Regions from separate parts of the Mus musculus genome. Here region 2 is linked to region 1. The links are chromatin contacts, called in public HiChIP or PLAC-seq maps. All regions are on one chromosome and are shown on one strand. The core of a region is the stretch at or near the end of the contact, and the rest is flanking DNA. Distances in the headings are between cores, read along the strand shown. Region 1 overlaps Tbc1d31 (TBC1 domain family, member 31). Region 2 holds the start of Atad2 (ATPase family, AAA domain containing 2).

Region 1 (4,207 bases), core at 493-2,992:
ATTACTGTTAGTTATGTGTATAGGTGTTTTGCTTGCATGTATTCATGTACACCACATGTGTACACACAGAGCCTGCAGAGGCAGAAGAGGGCACTAGATTACCCGTCCTTCCACTCGGGAGGGAGCTGGAGGTGCGGATGGTTTGTAGGTGCTGTGTATGTGCTGGGAACTGAATCTGTGTCCTCGGGAAGACCAGTCAGGCCTCTTAACCACTCAGCTGTCTCTCCAGCCCAAACATTTATGTTTAAATAAGGTATGGTTCAATGGCAGCTACCACACAGGCTGACTATGAAGATCTACAGCCATCCAGAAAGAGAATTGCAAAATACTCTTTAGTAACAAAATGTTTTTCTCAAATAAAAACTTGCATTAACAGCTCCTTTCAATGATAAAATATATACCTTAACTCTACGTTTGCTGACTTAACTCTAGATAATTCTAGGTTAAAGCAGTTCCCATTTCTTGCTTTGTGCTCCTTCAAACCCAAAGGTTCAGGGAATCTTCCTATGTGAGCACTCAGCACTTCCTATGTGAGCACTCAGCACTCAGCACTTCCTATATGAGCACTCAGCACTCAGCACTTCAGGTTTGGGAGGGTTCTGGAGTCTGATACTGAGCAGGTGGAAAGGGGTGTTTTCAATCACTGTCACACAAACACAGGGGAGCTCAGCAAACAGCAAGAGTGAGATCTTGAGGCAAAACTTGGGCTCAATCTGGTACCGTGGAAATGTGGCCACACTGTTGGGGAACCAGGAGTCGAAGCATTACACATATGCATTCTGCCATTTGCTAAGTTACACGATATTCTGCATAAAGGATAAAGAGAATGAATACTAGAAACCACAAGGGGGTCCAGCCTTGTCCACAGGTCAGCTGAAGGGCAGCGCTTTCCTCCCTTCAGAGAGAGCTGCTTTCTACCTTCTCATAAAGTCGCTTTTGTGCTTCGAGTTCCAGCTGCCTTATTTCCAGGTCCTTGGCTGTGGCAGCGATTTCTTGATCTCTCATTTGTACCTATGGATGAAGCACAGACTGTCAGGACCTCACAGCATAATCTTTAATAGGTGCAGTGATCTTGTAACCCGACACCCACAGAGCACTACCAACACAACAAGTAGAACTGGGTTGGAAACTGACTAACTGGCAGCACGGCAGTGCTCTCTTGGAATCCAGGGCTAAGATGGGTTAAGCTTATGTTTTTTAAACAGCAGGCCCAACCGCCATATGCCCATGGAGACAGACTGATGAGCAGGTGGCAGCTTGTCCCCGTTACGGTAACCAGCTCCCAGCTCCAGAAAACCAGGCGACTGGAAGTTGGGCTGCAGACAAACAATGTTTATTCTTATTAAAGTAACATGTTCAATTAAAAATGAAGCTCTGAACTTCTTCTACATTGAAGTTTCCTGTGAGCTGATTGTTAGTCTACTCTCTGTGTGGAGTGTTTACCGGGAGCTTGCTGTCCCCACAGCTCTAAGGCGGGCTGGGTGAGGCACTCCCCACAGAATCTTCCTAAGCCTCTGGCTGCCTACAGACCCAGGTGTTTCAGGGGTGGGAATCAAGTAAATGGTGTGGATTTGGAAAACAAAACTACGATCAATTACCTATCCTCATTGATTCTTCTGGCAAGCACTGAAGGACTGAGTCACTGCTTAGTCACTACCGAGCATTTCCACTGTTGACAGCGCACTAGGAACTACTTGTAAGGGAAGAGGCGTAAAATGAGGGCACAGTGGGACGCAGACTCACATTCAAGGGGTAAGATAAATGGTCTGTAACCGACTATGCGGAAGGTATGGGGAAACGCTAGCTAAGGTGAGGTCTGAGTGTGCAGCCAGAGTCCTGGGGACACAGAGGGGAAGGCTGCAGCCAGAGTCCTGGGGACACAGAGGGGAAGGCTGCAGCCAGAGTCCTGGGGGCACAGAGGGGAAGGCTACAGCCAGAGTCCTGGGGACACAGAGGGGAAGGCTGCAGCCAGAGTCCTGGGGACACAGAGGGGAAGGCTGCAGCCAGAGTCCTGGGGACACAGAGGGGAAGGCTGCAGCCAGAGTCCTGGGGACACAGAGGGGAAGGCTACAGCCAGAGTCCTGGGGACACAGAGGGAAGGCAAAGCTGGGCACACCACCCCACTCTGTTGGGGATCCAGGCACAGAGCTAACTTGATTATGAATTTTCAGAGATAAGCAGCTATAAAAAAAGATCACATGAGTTTGTGAGCAATGTCCACAGTCACGTGCACATGTCCCTGCTGGAGTTGGGGCAGTCTGGGCTATGCAGGGGCCTCTCCATGCTACTGAGAAGAATCAGGATGCCTTACTGTATGTCAAGAGGATCTGGGATAATGACACCTGAGTTCTGAACGTGGATCACTTTTGGGAAAGAACACACACTTTTTGTTAAGAATACAAGGCTATTAACTTGATTCACTAGTGAGGTAATTTAAAAGAATTGTAGCTTATAAAAGCCAATTAAAATTAATTAGCCTTAAACAAAGCAAGAAGTATTAAATTAAATCCTTTACAAGAGTTAAAATTTAGTATTTTATCAAAACTAGATTTTAAGCTTTCAAAATTAATGCATAAATTTAATATACTAATGAGAATTTCAATTGGATGAGAGAGAAGATTCAGAAAAATAAAATTCTCTGTTGGGAATATAAATATTTGAGAATACTGAGTTAAAGAAAGAGGAAGAACAATGAGTGGCGATGAGGTGAGAAGCTCCCAGCTACTGGACTCATTGCGGACAAACAAAGCAAGGGAGAAGATGGGCTATACAGACCTGTCCATGTAGCAGTAACCCTCAGTCAGCAAGGGACTTCGCCAATACTCAACAAATGGTGTCGGGACAACAGCCTGCCTTCTAGACAGAGGTAAGCGTGGTCCCTAACTCAACCTTACAGTCCGTTTCCAGACAGGCTCTGGGCTGGAAACCTTTTCTACTGAGCACCAGATAGCAAACACTGTAGGCCTGGAGGGTCACAACCACCTGCCTTCTAAATAATTCTAAAATCAAGATATGACACTATGGACATTTCTAATAGGCAATAGGTAAAGACCAGCTGAAAATATTTACAACACACAAGGATTATTACCTCAACCACAGACTGCATGGCAGCCACCAGATATGCGTGACTATTGAGTAAAAAACAAATTGTAAGCTGGGCGGTGATGGCGCACACCTTTAATCCCAGCACTTGGGAGGCAGAGGCAGGCAGATTTCTGAGTTCGAGGCCAGCCTGGTCTACAGAGTGAGTTCCAGGACAGCCAGGGCTATACAGAGAAACCCTGTCTCAAAAAACCAAAAAAAAAAAAAAAAAATGTAAAGGCAAAAGAGCGCTGGCTGCTTAGAGCGGTCAGGGTTAATCTGCAGACACGGCTTCTTCAGAGCAACCTGGATTTTATTTTTAGGAAACGGTTAATTACATAGTCTTTTTGTATGTTTCCACAGGTGGAGGAGTAACTATCTTTTATGTTTTCTTATGTTAACGTAAATTTCCATTTGCCTTCTGTTTTTGTGTGCCATGGTTCATTTAATCCTTTGCACTGGGTGTCTGGGTTACGTGTAGTGACTGTTACAGATGGCACTATGTTGTACAATCAGGATAAAAACTACTTAAGGTACCCGCAGCGCAGACACCTCAGCTTTAGAAATGCGGAGGCGCGGAAGGGCCAGCTCTCTAACTCCGGATGTTCTATGCTGGAAACTGTCTTTCTATTGAGCACATGTGGATGTTTAAAATAGAGAAGACTATTTCCCTGACACAGTTTTATTTCTAGAGAAACAGACGTTAAATTGACTACTTTTCTTGGTCTAAGACTAGGTGCCTGTTTAAGTCCATAAAACTGAGGGAGCCGGTTAGTGTTCACCATGGACACTAGCATCTTACTTAACCTGAAGGTGTTTGTTAAACGAGAATGAAGATTAAGATTAAAGCCGGCGAACCTTTCTCTCAATTTCATCCTCCAGCCTGCGCAGCTCCATTTCCCGTTGATCTTGCTGAAGCTTCAGCAAGCGTCTCCTCGCAGCATCCTGTAAGTGTATTTCCTTTATCTCCAGTTCCCTTTTCACGGCAGCTAGCCTGAAAAACAAACTGTATCAAGTGCTCTCCAACACACCTTTGATTTCTTTTTTTTCCACTGAGTTGCCTGTGCTGTTTGGATACATTGTATCCACTTCAACACAGCTGTGTTTACAATACATAAACAAAGTC
Region 2 (4,207 bases), core at 1,060-3,559, 180 kb before region 1:
TGTTGCTATCACGTGAGCAAAGTCTAAGCATTAGGCCTGGCATAGATCCTTTTTTTGGGGGGGGGGGGTTACTGATGGCTGGAGATGTAGATCCGTTGGTAGAATGTTTGCCCTTCATGCAAGAAACACTTGATTTGGGCTGGAGAGATGGCTAGGCCGCTAAGAGCACTGACTGCTTTTCCGAAGGTCTTGGGTTCAAATCCCAGCAACCACATGGTGGCTCAGACCCATCCATAATAAGATCTGATGGCCTTTTCTGCAGTGTCTGAAGACAGCCAGTTATCACACTTGAAGCAGGTCCAGGTGGAGTCTGTTACACATAATAAATAAATAAATCTTAAAAGAAAGAAAGAAGGAAAGAAACTCTTGATTCAATCCCAGGCACCACATAAATGGTGTGATGGTACAGATGTGTAATTCAGCACTCAAGGGGTAGAAAACAGGAGTATTATAGATGAATATCAAGGTCCAACTAAATGCCCACTGGGATCTCCAGTTTCTTCTGCCTCAGAACAAAGAATTGAGACAGGGATATGTGGATAGTGGTAGAAACAGAAACTGCTACTACATACATACATACACACGTTTTGTTTTAGAAAAAAGTTTTTTTTGTGTGTAGTCTTATAAACCAGGCTGGCCTACTACTCATGAGATCCACCTGCCTCTGCCTCCTGAGTGCTGGGATTAAAGGCGTGAATGAACCACCACTGCCAGCTACAGAAACTGTTTATTAAGAGAGTACCTCAAATCAAAATGGGCCAGGGCTGGAAAGGTTAGAAGTTCAATGGAATCTGTTCCTATTGAATTGGGACATTTATATCTCTTGTTTAACAAAGCTTTTTATTTATTTATTTTTAATGCCAAATGGCCTCTGTATCAATTAAGAATGACAGAGGTGATTTATCTGTTACGTAGACAGCCACCCTGGGCTACTCCATGGTGATCTTGATGGCTTTGTTTGGGGCAGAGGTTGTCAGTCTTCCACCACCAGCTGCCACAGAGGGTCCTATCATCGGCCTTATGTCAGACCCAGAAGGTCTGAGAGATTTTTCTGCGGAGGAGGAATTCTGGGGAGCTGAGGTACCTTTGCAAGGCAGGGTAGAGCAGTCAACCCGTGTCCACAGTTTGGACTGGGCTCTGGCAGTGGGTGAGGGATGGGGTAGTTCTTTGCCAAGTGGCCAGTTAGCATCTGGGAAGCAGGTCCAGGTGGAGTCTGTTACTGCTCATCTTCCTCAGCTGAGGCTAGCAGAGCTGGTATTGTCTGCCGGGGGAAGCCATTTTCATGAAACACCTTAAAATGTCAGTCAGAAGCCGGGCGTGGTGGCACACGCCTTTAATCCCAGCACTTGGGAGGCAGAGACAGGCAGATTTCTGAGTTCGAGGCCAAGCCTGGTCTACAGAGTGAGTTCCAGGACAGCCAGGGTTATACAGAGAAACCCTGTCCCGAAAAACAAAACAAAACAAAAAAAAAATAAATAAATAAGTAAATAAATAAAATAAAAATGTCAGTCAGCAGATCTCTTTGAGGGGTTTGAGAGCCATCATATAATCTATTATGTATACCCCTAATTAAAAAAAAAATGTTGCATTTAATTACTTTTTTTACGCTTAACCTTGACAAAATAGACACAGCAAAAGCTTGTCTCTGTAAATGAATTACATTTGTACCTAGCACGACTACAAACCATTCTGAGCACAGGAAAGAATTTGATCATTTATAAGGTGACTGGCCATTAACTTTATGTCGTAATTACTTTACAAGTTAGCTTTTTTTTTTTTTAATCCCGGGTAAGTTTATATGACTCATTCTATCCCAATAGCTGTTGCCAGTTCTTTTAGCTGTCTTTAAGGACCATTATATTTTCTTTCTTTCGTGCAGTTTATTTTTGTTAGTTCATCAATAAAAACCTCTTCAAGTCTCAAAGTCAAACCTATCGGAGGCAAAGTGCTTGGTTTAAGGACCTTTTTTTTCTGGCGTTTGAAGCCTAGATGGCGGGAAGCCGCCGGCAGGGAGCCAAAGGGCCCTTCCGCCTCCACGCGCCAAAATTCCAAACAAGACGCTGCACCGCTCTCTCCGTCTCCTTCCACTGAGGGCGGAGAGCCGGAACTACAGCTGGAAGAACGACGTCGCAAATTCCTGTGAGGGGGCTCGACGCGGTTCGCTGGCGCCTCGGTTCGCGTCGGCTCCGGTTCCCGCGCTCTTCGGATTGGAGGAGAATTTCGGGTTCGTCGATCTGGGGGTGGGGTCAGGAGGCGTGGCCGGCGGCGGAGGGATTCGGCGCGCGTACGCTGCGGCCGCTGGGCGCGCAGTTTGTGGCGCCAGAATTCAGAGCGCGTGAGCGCCTGAGCAGCCTCCTCCGGAGCCAGGTTCTCCACTTCCCCCGCCTCGGGTTCCGGCTTCTGCAAGCGGGGCACCATGGTGGTCCTCCGCAGCAGCCTGGAGCTGCACAGTCGCTCCACCACCTCCTCGGCCACCGACTCTCTGGACCTGTCCAGTGAGTTCCTCAGCCTGCAGGACAGCGGCGGGAGGCGGCCCAGATTGCGCCGAGCCGGGAGGAAATCGACGGCGTCCAAGGCGGCGGGCGTGAGTACCGACCTAGGGCGGGGAGCTTTGGGCCCCGGGTTGGAGACGCGCGCCCCGCTCTGGGGTAGTGGGCTGTCGTGGACCAGCGAGGTGGAAGGTTCTGGAAAGACAGAACTGGCTGGAAGCGGGCAGAGCAAGTTGGTCGCCACCTCTTTCTACGCAAGAGGAAACCTAGAGCCGAAGCGCTGCGTAGGGCCGAGCGGAGGAGCTTTGGGCCGACCTTGTGCTCCCCCCATCACCTCCTTCCCGGTTCCTTCCCCGGGTCGCGTCAGTCAGGGGAGTGCGAACCCCCTGACTGCTGGAGCGCGTGCACGGGAGCATCTTGAGTTGTGGGCCCAGACAGTAAAGAGTCCACTGACCTCCATGTACGGTCCAGGGAGGTTCCATCGTGAGACTCAAGCGAAGTAAAATATCAGGTTGCATAATATGGAGGGACGAACGGCGACATTGCGTGGTTGCACTTTAAGTCTCTTGACAAGCCTTAGAGGACCTTCTGGTTGGTGGTTATCGGTGTGACAGATGAAGACATGGGCTCCAGAAAGGTAAACAGAGAGTGGTAGACAGTTCTGGAATTGGAACTTCGGTTTTTTGTGCCTCCCACAGCTTTCCTTTTCTGGCAGCTTCATGCTGCATTTACAGTCTCTGTAGTGGGAGGTTTGCAAATGCTTCTTGCCCATCACTGGGACCAGTGCGGAGAGATTACACATCGCCCGGCTTCGGCGGTGGTGGAAGGGGGACAGCGGGGACAGCGTTCACCAAAAAGGTTGAGGTTGAGGAAGAAACACTAAAGTTTCCGAAACCGGTAGTGATGGTCCGGTTGCAGTGAGGGAGTAGGAAAACAGACGCGTAGCTGGTCAGGAGACTGGAAGTCTGATCAGGAGCGCTGCGCTGGGAGTGACACAGCAGTGTCCACTTAGTTCAGACAACCCTAATCTTGTATTGGCACTATATAAAGTGAATCACTTGTAGACAGACGTAGCTTCCTTGGGGACTGGGATGAAACAGTCTTCGTTTGTTTGCTTTGTTTTGGTTTGGTTTTTTTTTTTTTTTTTTTTTTTTTTTTTTTTTTTTTGAGACAGGGTTTCTCTGTGTAGCCCTGGCTGTCCTGGAACTCACTTTGTAGACCAGGCTGGCCTCGAACTCAGAAATCCGCTTGCTTCTGCCTCCTGAGTGCTGGTATCAAAGGCGTGCGTCACCACACCCGGCTTATATTTTTGAAATGAAGTCCTCCCTTCTATAAATCAAGGTATTTTTGTAGAGCTTCTAATTAGAGGCTAATTAGGGGTGTTATATCGGATTTTCCTCAAGGACGACAGATTCATATTACAAAACACCATCTATACCAAGCATAAAATAGCTTTGTATTTGAAAAGTTTTATAAACTGGGGGCTTTATATTTAGTCCCATGTAAGTAAAAATGTATGTTTCAAAAACTTAACTCTCAGCCAGGCGTGGTGGCGCACGCCTTTAATGAGGCCAGCCTGGTCTACAGAGTGAGTTCCAGGTCAGCCAGGGCTACACAGAAAAACCCTGTCTCCAAAATCAAAAAACAAAAAAACTTAACTCTCTGCTTACCCTAGTCTTTGAATATTTCTTAATTTCCAGTCACATATTTTTCAACAG

The links. HiChIP or PLAC-seq counts read pairs in DNA pulled down with a chosen protein or histone mark.
Region 2: a FOXA1 HiChIP or PLAC-seq map of pancreatic cancer cells shows a contact between it and region 1. The contact joins the promoter of Atad2 here to the enhancer-like site in region 1. A contact is called at or near these places in 3 of 39 promoter capture datasets (the 3T3-L1 cell line, cranial neural crest and hippocampal neurons), 6 of 484 Hi-C or Micro-C datasets (the C2C12 cell line, the G1E-ER4 cell line, bone marrow-derived macrophages and 3 more), 1 of 115 datasets of contacts at active chromatin or transcription factors (pancreatic cancer cells) and 1 of 9 other capture datasets (adipose tissue).

What each region holds. Positions count from the first base shown.
Region 1 is chr15:57,955,141-57,959,347 of GRCm38.p6, reverse strand. Tbc1d31 (TBC1 domain family, member 31) reads right to left here. Exons shown (of 21, transcript NM_001081396.2): 16 at 3,940-4,075; 17 at 919-1,011. Among named protein-coding and RNA genes, the nearest start is that of n-TMcat16, 19 kb to the left of the region's middle. Within about 2 kb of position 1,742, at least 24 of the 459 cell types and tissues checked have an H3K27ac peak or open chromatin away from gene starts, as enhancers often do. A contact at or near this core is called in pancreatic cancer cells, where this site is marked.
Region 2 is chr15:58,133,184-58,137,390 of GRCm38.p6, reverse strand. It overlaps Atad2 (ATPase family, AAA domain containing 2), which reads left to right and starts at 2,309. Exons shown (of 28, transcript NM_027435.2): 1 at 2,309-2,584. The coding sequence starts at 2,417.